Regions from separate parts of the Sus scrofa genome. Here region 2 is linked to region 1. The links are chromatin contacts, called in public promoter capture Hi-C maps. All regions are on one chromosome and are shown on one strand. Each heading gives the region's core, a stretch centred on a gene start, on an enhancer-like site or on the middle of the called end of the contact. The rest is flanking DNA. Distances are from core to core; before and after follow the strand shown.

Region 1 (7,079 bases), core at 2,422-4,921:
CCAGGTCTGAGGGTATAATGAGCCTGGATTTGAACCCTGGCTCTGCCACCTACTATGTGATGTGGAACAAGCTGTCTTCCTTAGGGGTTTTCTCACCTGTAAAATGGGGTCTCACCTAAATTCTCTACTGTGAGAGAATGCTCCCAGGAGGCCTGTAAAGAAGCCTGGCTCCTATATGACAGTACAGGGAGAGATTCTAAATAAAGTCCTTGGCCTTAAGTAAATCGGAGGCAGCAGTGACTCTCATGCTATCTTTCAAGCTCTTATCTCCCCAAGGCCAAATCCTTCCCCAGCCAAAAGGAAAGGGTCTTCCTTGTGCCTACACAATGAGTCATCCATAGTCTCAGGCCCCTCGCCAGCTTTCTTCCCCTCCAGAGCCACATTCTGCCCTACTTTTAATTCCATGCTAAAGGTCATCGAGCAAAATTTTAAAAAGATAAAGACACTTTAACCTCTTCTGGACAGGAGAATTTGCAGACTCATGTCACTGATTTCTAAAGCATGACAAGTTTTATGAAGAAGAAAACAAGGCTCAGAGAAGTAAACTGAGTTCTTCAAGGTCATACAAGGGACTAGCAGGCATCTTTCTGTGAAAAGGAAATAGCCTCTCTCCTAAAACCAAGCCAAGTTCTATGCCCTCAGGCCAAAACCCAGAAAGAGCAAGTTAAAAAGAACCTGGAATGCGCAGCATGCCAAATTCCCAAACGGAGCGCCTCTGAATCACTCTCTGTGGCCGTACTTCTATCTGCTGAAGCACACAGGTTGAAAGAAAGCGCCTTTCCCAGGCTGCAGCATCTTCTGTGAGCACTAGCTATCCTCAAGGCAAGAATGAAATTCAATAAACATTTATGAAGTGCCTTTGAAAGCAAAAGCCACTAGGTGCCCTGGGCCACTCAGTTAGGAGAATGCCACACTACAAAGACCTATAGAGAAACAGCAGAGTTCAAAAGCAGGCCAAACTCTTATCTGGATTAACCTGGCAACAAACACCTGAATGCATTCAACATGAAAGTGGGACCTTCCTCCCGTGCTGGCATGTGGGAAAAAAAAGACAAGCCGCCCCTACCACAATTAGTGAAAATAGCTGCAAGAGGTAAGGGTCTCCAAGTGCCTGGCACACCCTTACCAAACAGTGTCAGAGAAGAGCAGAGCTGTGCTTGCCTTGGTGGTGCGGACTCCTTAAGAGCACAGAAAATAGAGAGCTGCCTTCTGAGAGGAAAATTAATCACTTCTCAGCCCCAGACCTAATGCCAGCAAAACACTGCTCTCTGGAGTCTGCTAAGTGCCATGTTGCAACTGGCTAGTCGGAGCTACAAGCTGCAAACTGACAACGGCCCTCCACTTTCCATAATGCTGCTACAATTCATGCTACTCTCCTTAATGCTGCTACAATTCATGTCCAAATGGACCGTCAGAGTGGAGCTGGGAGCCTCCAATTATAGACTGCCAGGATCTAAGACAGGACCCCAGTACCTGTGAGCTTTGGTCATTTGGTAATACTCTTCTGAAGGAACTATGACCATGAGCCAATAACCCAAGGATAGAGAGAGAGCCTGGCTGACTGCTGACCAGGTGAAAAAGTAAAATAAAGTAAAGTAAAGCAAAACAAAACAAAACAAAACCCACCTCCACCAGCAAATTAAAACCAGGATTTCTGAATAAGGGGAGTAACTGAGGACTAAACCTGTGTGGTGGTAGCTCCCTCCTCTGCACAATGGACCCAACAGGGTAACAGAACCTACGTAAAGCCTGTTAAACCTAAGGAACCATCTGTACAGTGTCTCCCCACAGCTATCTGAAGAGGCAAAGTCCACAAACGGTCTCTAATTTCCTCCAGGGCTCCTTCCTCCCTGTTCATACCCATGAAGAAAGAGGAAGGGCCCAGGATGGAGATAGCAATGATCTTCTGTTCTTAAGTCTGGCTTTGACTGCTGTTACAGCCAAAGACCAGGGCCCTGACTCAGCTGAACCCAGGCTACTGAGACCTCCATGCCAGGGCTAAATAAATTCCAGAGCTAAACTGAAGACACACACAGAGAGTTTTGGAAAACAGCCCTGGGTCTCAACACCCTCACATGTATGGAAGCAATAAACCCTCTAATATAATAAACTCCAGGACATTGCAATTAACTTGGAAGAATTTAAGTTAAACCCTTTAGGAAAGGCAAGATCCAAATCTGGGCATCGTGGGGGGAAAAAAAAAGAGAGAGAGAAAGTCTGTCTCCTAGTTTTCTGGAGATGGCGTATTGCCGATTTGGCAGCTTCTGAACCCAGCATACAGCATAAATCTCCTTCCAACACATGAAGCAAGAACTTCCTTCTTAAACCTGTTTTCCAATCCTACTGACAGAAGACAGAGAGTCCAGAGCAGATATTCCCAGAGTCGTCTGGCATGACCTACATCATAAGGCCCTGGTGCAGAAACCTGGGTTTAATCTACAGGTCTAAAATTTTCATTTTTCACCCGCTCTCCTGGCAGTTCTTACACTGACTTTGAGAACTGTTCGGCTCTGTAAAAATGACTGCTGTTCTATCAATTAAATCAAATCATTTTCCCCATAAGATGGAATCACACCTCTCAAGACCACTGAGGGTAGGTTCTCTGCACTGGCGGATAGAATATTCGGATCTTACACTGACTGACCCAGTTGAAACACCACCAGCCTCCTGCGCAGTAAGGTTTCAATATAACCACCCTCTAGGGAGGGCCTGCAGCTTCTACTTTTAAGCACACACACCCTCCTCGCTCCAAAGGGGGGTGGGGGAGGAGGCTACAATCAAAACTTTCCTGGCCTATCCTCTTCAAAATTCCTTTTTTTTCTGGCTAAGAATCAAGCCCAGCTCCTGCACAAGAGATAAGAAAAGTGGCCGATTTCTGGGTCGGCAGGAATCTACCAGAAACTGACTTGAAAGGAGAGCAAAACCACCAGGAGAGAGACACCGATAACCGAAAAACCTGTGAGGCCTCGAGGTGGCAATAGGCCGCCCTCGTCTTTACTTTCCCAGCTCCCGTGGAGGTGAGAGGTTACGAAAATGCAGAGTGCGAGGTCCAAATATAACTTCTCGCCAACTCTGACTCTAAGGCTCTTGGTAGCTTCAAATCAGCACCAAGCTCTGGGCTCTTATCGGGTCACCGAGGAAACAGTAGAGAGAAACTTCACTCCAGAGACGTGGCTTGGGCTTGGGGCCCGCAGCCCTCGGCGTGCTGCGCCCGGCAACGCAGGCCCAGGATCCAGAGACTCTACCGAGGGGCTCTCACCTCGGCCCACCCGGCCTTCCAGAGGGTCCTTGCGGAAGTGGATCCCGTGCACGTCCACATGCGCCTCCCCGCCCGCGTTAACGGCCCAAATCACGCTCTCGGGCAGCCCGGCCCCCGCCAAGCCAACCACGCCGAACCCCGGCTCCCGGAGCGCCGGCAGCAGCAGGAGGAGCAGCAGTCGCAGGAACGCCACAGCGGCTCCCTCAACCGCCCGGGCGCCCAGCATGGCGGCCACCACAGCGGGGGCAGCCTCCGCCGAGCCTAGTTCTCAGCCGGCCGCCAGGCCGCCCCGGACTCAGAAAAACAGCGCCACGGGCCGCTGTGCCTCAGCTGCTGGGGACATGTCGCTCTCAGGCCTCTTTCTCAGCCACGGTGCCGCCTCCCACCTTGGGAACAACCTACCCCAGCGCCCAGCCCCCGGCCACGACCCTGCATCCAATCAGCGCCCAGCCCTCATTAATTATCCACCACCCCGCCGGGAGGCATCCTCCCATTGGCTGCCACACGCGAGAAGGGGCGTGGCTACTCCCAGGCGCCAGCCCAACCATCAGGCACGAGAGGGAGCGCGCGCAGAGGTTGGGAGTTCGGTTGAAGCGGCGGTTCAGTGCGGAAGTGGTAGGGTGCAGCGCCCAGGCGGCCCCGGAATTCCGCAGCTGAATAAGAAAGGTGGACTGGGGGGAAGGTTTAGGGTAGGGCGCACTGACACGTCGCCAGCACTTCCGGTGCTCCAGATTTGGGGGACTGAATAGGTTCCTGAGGGGGCGTTACTGACTTTCCCGCCCCCTCTTTCTCTGGGCATAAACATAAGCTCTAGGAAGAGCAGTGGACATCTTCCGACCTGAGACTTAGTCTTTTTCGCTGAGTGAGGCATAAAACCCGTCCTCCCCCAGAAAGGCCACAAGCACAGGTTTTTCAGGGAAAGGGTCCCACGAGGACGAGATCCCGCCCCCACCCCTAAGAGGATTCGGGGCTGGTGGTAGCGTCCAGATAGCCGTCCAATCAGAAGCCTCCAACGCAGCGGAAACGCGTGGCTTTTGGGGGCGGGGCTCCAGGCTACCCGGGTTTCCATGGCGACAGCTGTGAAGGGGCGGGGCTGGGGCTTTCCCGGCCCAGGCAAAGGGACCGGAGGGCGCTTCTCTAGCTGGAGGTTCAGCAAAGGCTTGATCACTGGTCCCACCCTGCTCTGGCAGTTTATCCAGCGCTCTCCTCCCTTCGCGATCCCTTTGCCGTGGTCGCTGCCAGAACTCCCACCTCTCGGATGAACTGTGTCTCAGGAGCCGAGTATTGCCCAAGGGATCACATCGCAAGTTTAGGGCGGAGCCAAAGCAAAATCCCGTTTGTTCCACAAATATTTATCGAGACCCTTCTGCTAGATTTAGCAGATAAAACACAGGAAGCCCAGTTAAATTTGAATTTCAAATAAGTGGAACATACTTAAGCTAAAAATAATTTATTGTTTGCCTAAATTCAAACTTAACAGAGTTTTTTTGCTTTTTATCTGACAACCCTGCCTACTACCTGCCAGGCAATTTGTTTTGTGCAACGACGAACGAAATCACACCCAGGGTCCAAAATGAGAATCACAGCCCCGGGAGTTTCCGGTGTGGCTCAGCGGGTTAAGAACCTAACAGTAGTATCCACGAGGATGCAGTTGGATCCCTGGTCTTGCTCCTTGGGTTAAGGATCAAGCATGCTTTGGGGCACATATGGCAGCGAACTTCCATGTGCCACAGGTACTGCCCTAAAAAGAAAAAAAGAGTTCCATCCTGGCTCAGAGGAAATAAATCTGACTAGTATACATGAGGACAGACACAGGTTCAATCCCTGCCTTCACTCACTGGGTTAAGGATCTCGTGTAACTGTGGCTGTGGTGTAGGCCGGCAGCTGTAGCTCTGATTTGACCCCTAGCCTGGGAACCTCCATTTGCTGTGGGTGTGGCCCTTAAAAAAAAGAGAGAGAGAGAATCACAGTCCTGATTCAAGTTTCGTTAGAACAGAGATTAGTGCTCTAAATCAGAAAAGTGGGGTAACAAAATGGAGTATAAGTGGGGGATTTAAATGCACCTGAAGAGATAAATAAATAAATGGCCCTGAATTCCTTGCTCAGCCCTCAGGAGCAGATCCCACAGAGATAAATTTTGGAGTATCCTGTCCCCACTCTCCCCCCTCCTTTGCAAGAATCCAGACTTGCTTCCTCCCACAGACATGTTTCCCTTTCCAGACCTCTTTGGGGCCCTACCCAGGAGTTTCTTTTTCTTTCTTTCTTTTTTTTTCAGGGCTACACCTGCAGCATATGGAAGTTCCCAGACTAGGAATTGAATCGGAGCTGCAGCTGCCAGCCTACTCTACAGCCCCAGCAATGAGTGATCCAAGCCACATCTTCGACCTACACCACAGCTCACTGCAATGCTGGATCCTTAACCCACTAAGCAGGGCCAGGGATGGAACCAGCATCCTCATAGATACTAGTTGTGAAAGCCTATGTTCACACAAACACTTGTACATGAACGTTCATAGCAGCATTATTCATAGTGGCCAAAAAGTGGAAGCAAGCCAGATGTCCCTCAACCAATGAATGGATTTTTTTTTTCTTTTTTGGCTGCCCTGCAGCATATAGAGTTTCCAGGCCATGGATCAGATCTGAGCCACACTTGCAACCTACACCACAGCTGAAAGCAACACCAGATCCTTTAACCCATTGTGCCAGGCGGGGTATTGAACCTGCATCCTGGCACTGCAGAAATGACACTGGTCCCATTTCACTACAGTTGCAACTCCATGAATGGATTATTGATTGATTGATTGATTGATCGATTTTGCTTTTTAGGGCTGCACCTGCATCATATGGAGGTTCCCAGGCTAGGGATCAAATCGGAGCTGTAGCCTCTGGCCTATGCCATAGCCACAGCAATAGCAACACCAGATCTGAGCCACATCTGTGACCTACCCCATAGCTCACAACAACACCAGATCCTTAACCCACTGAGGGAGGCCAGGGATTGAACCCACAACCTCATGGTTCCTAGTCAAATTCGTTTCCGCTGTGCCATGACGGGAACTCCCTCCCCATGAATGGATTTTTAAAATGTGGTATGTCTATACAATATGTTATTCAGCCAGAAAAAGTAATGAACAGGCTAACAACGTGGATAAATCTTGAAAGCATCATACTGAGTGAAAGAAGCCAGAAAAAAAAGGCCGCAAAGTCTATTATTGCATTTATATAAAATGTCCAGAATAGGCAAATTGATAGAAACAACAAGTAGATTAGTGGTTGTCTGGGCTGGGGGAGTAGGAAAATTGGGGGATAATGCTAAAGAATATGGGGTGCCTTTCTAGGGTATCAAAAATATCTAAAATCAATTGTGGTGTTTGCCCAACTCTGTGTACAACATTGCACAATATTCTAAAAACCATTGAATTGTACATGTTAAATGGGTGAGTTGTATGGTATGTGAATTATGTCTGAATAAAACAGTTATCAAAAAGAAGAAAGAGGAATTCCCATTGTGGTTCAGTGGTAACAAACCCAACTAGTATCTACACGGACCCGGGTTTGATCCCTGGCCCCGTTCAGTGGGCTAAAGATCTGGTGCCATGAGCTGCTGTGTAGGTCACAGATACAGCTCAGATCCCGTGTAGCTGTGTCTGTGGTGTAGGCTGGCAGCTGTGGCTCCAATTCCACCCCTAGCCTGAGAACTTTCCTATGCTGCAGGTGGGGCCCTAAAAAGGAAAAAAACAACAACAAAAAACAGAAAAGGCAGAGGGGGAGGGAGAAGGGGAGGAAGAGGGGAGAAGGGAGGAGATGATGCACATTAGAA
Region 2 (6,893 bases), core at 454-2,953, 630 kb before region 1:
TGGGCCAGTGCTGGAGCTCCCTGGTGGCTTAGGGGTGAGTTGGCTCCTAGAAATTGACTGAGGCTCAACTATAATCAGCTCATCCCACTAGGTACATTCATGAGAGTCTCTAGATCTCCCCTCATCTGTATCGCCATAGATGGCATTTACTGAGCACTTACTGGACACAGTCTGAGCCAGGTGGGAGGAGTTCTGGCTGCCACTTTGCATTGTTTTAGGGACCCTGAGATCCTTCCTGGAAAGCTGGCTCCCCAACTTGCTGTGTGATGGACACATGGCAACTGAGGAATTATCCCTCCCAGGGCTCAATTTCTCCAGCTGTAAAATGGGCCTGCTAAACGAGCCACCTGCGGGCTATCAGGCAGAACAAATGAGAACCTGTGAAGCTGCTTAGAAAGTAAAAGGCAAGGTGCAGTGTCATTTTATGGAATCAAAATTTGGGCCCAGGTGGTTCTGTGCTTCAGTTTCCCAGTCGGTGGAGGAAGAAGAATACCGGTTCCTATCTACCACGTGTGTGGTGAGGATTCTGTGAGATAGATCTTACAAAGAGCTCAGCACTATGCCTGGTAATACATAGTAAGGGCTCCACAGATCTCAACTGTGATGGCAAAAATCCACCACTGCCAACAATATGAATTGGAGTAAAACACTCTGGAGTGTCGCTTCACCTCTCTTAGCCTCAATTTCCTCTGTAAGGTGGGAGTATAATGATAGTACCTGCTACATCAGTTTCCTCATCTGTAAAATGGGGGTGATAATACCTACCTCACAGGATTGTGTATAAGGATTAAGAAAAGTACTCAGTTACACTAGTGCTAGTGTCTTTTATCATCTTTATTATTTTTAACAAATTCCTCATTGAGCGTTTCCAAAATGAAGTGAAACAATGCAGACAGTGCACCTAGCTTGTGCTACCAAATATGTGCTCAATAAAATGGTACTGGGTTTTCACTCCTGTTTCCCGAAAAAAGGAACTACAAATACCAGCATGCCCTCTGGCCCCAGTCGGGGATCCTACGATCGGCGCCGGTGCGCTGCATGACGGGAGTTGTAGTCCTTGAGACGCAGACCCCGCCTCGCCCCGGCTTGGGGGAGGAGGTTGGAGAGCCGCCCTGCCGGCCTTTGAATTTTGCCGCGAAAAGCGCGCGTGGCGGCCCCCGGCCCCGCCCCCCGCAGGACGCGGCTCCGCGTCACCCTGGTAACCGCCTCTTGGCCGCCGCTGATTGGGCCAGACCTTAGGGGGCGGGCAGGGGGCGAGACGCGGCTGCCGCTGCCGGCGTTAGAGCCTGTCAGTCGGGCCGGAGCGGAGCAGCGGGCGGGACAGCCGGGCTGGTGACTCCGCGAAGAGGCTCTGCGCGGCGCCCGGGGGAGGCGAAGAGCCGGGTACGCCGCCTGTAGGGCGCGGCGCGCGGCACCTGGGCACGAAGCGAGACGAGGCGCTGGCGTGCGTCAGGCGGTGAGAGGCTGAGGCCCCGGGAGCCCCCGCGCGCCGCCCGGGGCCAGGGGCGCGTGAGAGCCCAGCGCGAGCCGTCCCTGCTGCAGCTCCGGAGCTCGCACGCCCAGTGCACCATCCTCCGGGCCGTCTCCACATCCACCCTGCGCCACCTGGACTGGTTATTTCTCGGCGCCGAGGCCCCCGGGGCTGCACCCGAGCCTCCACCGCCCGCTGCCACCACAGCGGCTTGCCGCTGCTCTCCGGCTTCCCCTCCCCCAACACCCGGGGCTCCGAGCAGGAGGAGGAGGGGCTGGTGCATTCTCGCCGCCGTTCTTTGCAACCTGCGGGGGCCGGTGCATGCCCAGCGAGGAGCCGGGCCGCTGCAGGTGCGTTCAACCTCAGAGGAGACGACCCCCCCCACCCCAGGCGAACCTGGGGGCTGCAACCCACCGGCAGGCGGTCGAGCGAGAGGAAGCAACAAAGACAGGCTGCAGCTGGGGCCGGCGAGAGGGGCCGCGGCCGCCGGGCTCCTGGTGCGGGCGGAGAGGGCGCCCGGGGGAGCGGCGCCGGGCGGAGCTGCAGCCCTAAGCTGGACCCGGAGGGGAGGCACAGCGCCGCCCGCCGGACGCGGTGAGCACAGGCCCCGGGGAGGATGCGCTGCCTGAGCGCCCGCGCGGCCCGGGTCGCGGGCGGGCGCGACCCCCACTGAGCCGAGAGAATCCCCACCCTCGACTTCGGACGGCGCGAGCCGGCGCCTGGATCGACCTCACCGACAGCGTTCTTTCCCACCTAGAGGGAGGCATCGGCCCCCAAGGGGGGATTCCTCAGGCAGCCTTTGCCACCTCTGCATGGCTGCGACCCGGCGAGAGGAGAGTTGTGGCCGCTGAGACCTGGTGTCCTTCGACGGCCTGGCTGATTCGGTGAGTTCCGCGGGGCAGGGTTCCGGGGCAGAGCTGGGGGCACCCGCTGGGCTGGCGTCGGGGCAGCCGGATTGAAAAAAAGAGGCCCTGGGCTGTTGGGGATCCTGAAGCAGCGATGCCCCTTGTCTTACCCTCCCCCCCGCCCCCACCTCCCCACACACAACTTGCCTAGTCCGGCCTCCCGGCCGGAGCTGACCCTGGAGGCCCGTCGTGAGGACTCCGGTGGAGTTCTGGGTGGGGCGTGTGCTGGAGAGGAAAGGTCACCCCACCTCTAAAGCCAACAAAGGTAGCAGCTCAGTCATCTGAAAATTCCCTGGCAACTCTAGCATCTTAGAGGGGTTGGGGGGGCTCCCAGAATGGGACACCTTGGGCTTCTCCCAACTAGCCTCTGAAATCTTCCAGGGACATCAGCTTAGAGAGGTACTGCAGAGTCCCGACCACGCAGGTGGCTGTATTGAGGATTGTGCTGAGGCTAGGCAGTAGCAGGGTCCCCCTTACCGCCGGCGTTCCTACCAAAAACTCGCAGGAAAGAGGGGTTCCCCAGTGGGGCCACGGCTGTGACGTCACTGCCAGACCTCTGATGTCACTGGGGTTGCCTTGGCGACGTGACTTGTCTGCACACCCCCTCCCCCAGGCCGGAGGGGGCAGAGTGGTGGTAACCTGGAATGAGGCTGGATGCCTTTGGGTAGTGGAGGGGTGAAAGCGACTTTCCCCACCCCCACCTGCAGTCCTCTGACCTAAATCCTCAAAGGGGTAGGGAGGGAGGCAATGCCAGCTGTCCCTGCTGTGGCTCCTCCCCGCAAAGACAGGTGTTCAGCTTTGCCCCTGTAGCCTGGCAGTGCCTGGGGGCGCAGGACTCCGGAGTAGAGCAACTTTCTGCTTTCAAAAGGGGTGCTGCAGAGATCTCCCTGCACCCCAGCCAGCACGCTGGAGTTCCCAGGGTCCCCAGAGAGATGCCGGCCCCTAGCCCTACTTGTGCCCAGGAAAGCAGGGGTGACCTGCCCTCAGCCAGGGAAGGTGCAGAGGAGCTGCTGCTTGCTGCCCCTCCAGTCCAGGGCTTCCCCTGCTCCTCAACTCCCAGATGACCGCCCTTGGCCAAGCCTGAAATCCCAACTGCCCCACTCTCCTCTCAGTGTTTAGATGGTTTTGACAAGCATAGTGTGGTGCTTATTAAGTGAATGGAGGGCCAGTCAGGCCCATCAGGGCTAAGATCTGAGTGAGCCTGCCCACATCAGCTTTGATGTGGGTCAGGTGCTGGCCCTCTCCACCCCACCACACCCCAGCCCTGGCCCCAATCCTTGTGAAGGCCCAGAGAACCCCTAGCCAGCATCCTGCTGCTGGCTTTTTGATTCCTCGTCTAAGTTTCTTCCAGCAATTGCTGCCAGTGTCAGATGTGGGTGAAACTGCTGTGATCACATTTCTAGGAAAAGGTTAGAGCACTGTGTCATTGCTTCAGTGGCATGGGGTGGGGTGACAGCAGAGGGGAGTGTGTGGGGGGGTCATTATGAGAAGCCAGGCCCCAGTCTCTACGCAGTGAGCATCTTTCCCCCTTTCCCCCCCGCCCCATTTCAGGCTCTCTAGCTAAATTAACAGGTCAATAAATATCGGTGGAGCCGCTTTGGGGGGCTTGGCAGGGAGAGGATATTTCCAGCTGAAATGGTGTCGTTAAACACACAGGCTTCCAAGGACAGAGCAGCAGCAGATGGGGGGAGAAGTGGGAGAGGTGGGCAGAAGGGCTGTTTGCGCTGCCTCTCGAAGCTTCCCAGTTTAGAAACAAACTCAGAGTGCGCGCCAGAGATCTACAAACACAGGCAGTTGGAGGTCCTCCGTGGAGTATTTACACTTCCACAGCCAAGGCGGAGGGAAAGGCTGTCAGAATTGGGCAATTCCTTCTGTTCCCTTCCCTAGGCTTGGCAACAGCACCAGGCGACAAGCGGGAGGGAGTGCCAGCTTACCCAGCATCTCCCTATATGCCAGGCATTTTACAGGATCTCGGTTACTCCTTGAAGGAGCTCATGTGCTGTGCCCCATTTTACAGAGAAGGAAACTGAGGTTCCAGCAGAGGCAGTGACAGGCTGTGCGTGCTCAGCCAGGCAGCTGCAGAGGTTTGGCTCTGAATTGGCTTGGCCCCGGAGTGCCAGGGTCTTCTCGCCCCCTTCTGTGGGTGGAGTGGAGGCACCCCCACTTTTTGGACAAAGTAAGAGTCAGGGGCTATCCGCTATGGAGGGAGTCTGGCCTCACTGAGAAGCCTTTCCACGCTGAAACCTGGGTTTGAGTCCTGCGTCCCCATTACCTTTAGGACAGTATTGAGTAGAGTAGTAGCGACTTCTGTCCCAGCCTGTGGGCAGCCTGCTCCCCTCGCCCCTCTTTCTCCAGCACTGGGGTCAGAAAGGTGTGGCAAGAAGCCCCCCTGCCAGAAGGGTTGGGAGAGCTGCCTAGGTCTTCTTAGCAACTGTCCCCTCCGAGCTCACCTCGGGGAGGGGTGTGAGGCTGCCCTCAGCCATTCTGGGGACCCTCTTGGTAGGCACTCAGCTGATGGGGGACGTTAAGGATGTAGATGGGGGCAGTGGCAACTTGGGCTCTGGACCCAGAGGTGCCCTGTGACTCTCAGAAAGGATAGGGACCTGCCATGCACGGGAGTGGAAGAGTTCTCTGGGCATCGGGAGTGGCCATGTTGCAGGCCTGTGAGTGCTGGGGTATGCTGGATGAGGGGCAGGGGTGGCCCTGGGGTGGGTGTGTCCTGGAGGCTTAGGTCATGGGACCGATTTAAGCAGGGGAGAGGATCCAGTGAGGGCTTCCTTAACAGGGACAGTGACCCTGGACATCCCTTCCAGTCCAGTGGGGGCAGGGAGGGACCTTCTCAGGTCTCCGGGCAATCTCCTCTCTCAAGGTTAGCTCCCAACCTCCCACCCACAGTAATCCTTATCATCAGTCTAATTCCACGTAAGCTTGCCCATCCCCTATCCCTTCTGAGCTTTGCAGTTGCTCTGGACTGGCGCTGGGCTGGGCAATGTTTCTTAAAGCCCAATGGCCCATGATGAAGAGCCAGGTTGTGGAGTTCCCATTGCGGTGCAGCAGAAGCAAATCTGACTAGAAACCATGAGGTTTCAGGTTCAATCCCTGGCCTCGCTCAGTGAGTTAAGGATCTATGTTGCTTTGAGCTGTGGTGTAGATCGCAGACATGGCTCAGTTCTGGTGTGGCTGTGGTGTAGGCAGGCAGCTTTTGGGAACCTCCATCTGACTCAGGTGTAGCCTGAAAAAAAAAAAAAAAAAAGAACCAGGTTGTGGAGTGAGGTCCACCTTTGTTGGCTGTGTGACCTTGGCTGAGTAGCTTTGCCTCTCTGAGCCTCAGCTTCCTCATCTGTGAGAGGGAACTTATAATAGCATTCACTGCCCAGGGTGGTGGTAAGGATTCAGTGAGGGGACCACAGGCAGTGGCATACAGTAAGCCCTCAGTAAATGCACATTCTCACCGCCACTGGTAGCCTTGTCCTCAAAACGGGGGCCTCGAATGGCCCTCTCAGTCCCTCTTGGAGCCACCAATCAAAGACCCTAAGGCAGCCCAGGGACCCCCACCCTTCCAGCTGCCTCTGCCCGGTCTCCCTCCCACCTACCCAGGGCACCCCACGTGGTGAGCACACGTGGCTCCCATCTGAGCTCCTGGGGGGCTGGGGCTTGCAGGGGGCCCCCTCCCCAATCTTCCTTCTGCTCCCTCCTCCTTCCAGCCCCTCACAAACCGGAGGAAGCGAGCGGGAGCAGCTCATATTCATGAACCGTAATTCAATCAGGCGGAGATTCCTCTGGGCTGGGGCGGGGGTGAGAACGGGAGGCGCGCACAAAAGGGCCGCTTTATTACCTCCCGCGGGCCGGGAATTGCTGCTCTCCCCCAGCAGCGGCCGGAGCCGCCTTTATTGTGTTAACCCATTTGGGTGTCAAGAGCTATTGTGCGCTTTCTCTGCCTATGCGGAGCGGGCTGCGGGAGGAGGGCCGCGCGCCGGCCGGTCACCTCCGCGGGCGCCGCCCACCGCCCTGATTGGTTGCTAAGTGATTTGCATCCAAGGTAATCACTTTTATCTCAGAAGGATGTCGACTATAATTATAAGCTACTGACATCTTTTGAAATCTGCCTAATGACTATTTTAGTCTGCTCAGGCCGGGGGTGGGGAAGGGGATTCTGGAAGCTGGGGGTGGGGGAGGAGGCTAGAGGGGGATGGATTCCTTCCACCTGGACCGTTGGTACCTCACTTGAGAAATATCCGAGTGTCTACTGCGTGCCTGGAACAAAAGATGGGTCATGGACGCGGGAGGGGGCTGTTGCATTCCTGGGCTTAGTACCATTTCAGAGATGGGAAAAATAGAGGGCCTGTGCATGAGGGGCTTGCTCTGAATAAGTGGTCGGGCCTAAGTCTCTCTAACCCTTAAATTCATGCATTGGCCACTGGAGTGGTAGTGCAAACTGAAATAATACTGATAATCATTCCTGCCTGGTACCTCCCAGGTTTATGTCATAGCCCTAAGAAAGGCACCTGCTGTTACTC

The links. Promoter capture Hi-C pulls out the DNA fragments that hold promoters and counts their contacts.
Region 2: a contact with region 1 is called in a promoter capture Hi-C map of liver, with 2.3 times the contacts expected there. The contact joins the promoter of FAM222A here to the promoter of MLEC in region 1. A contact is called at or near these places in 1 of 5 promoter capture datasets (liver) and 1 of 47 Hi-C or Micro-C datasets (liver).

The regions. Positions count from the first base shown.
Region 1 is chr14:40,598,574-40,605,652 of Sscrofa11.1, reverse strand. MLEC (malectin) reads right to left here and starts at 3,671. Exons shown (of 5, transcript XM_001928694.6): 1 at 3,260-3,671. The coding sequence starts at 3,485.
Region 2 is chr14:41,228,669-41,235,561 of Sscrofa11.1, reverse strand. FAM222A (protein FAM222A) reads left to right here and starts at 1,703. Exons shown (of 4, transcript XM_021072447.1): 1 at 1,703-1,821; 2 at 2,229-2,355.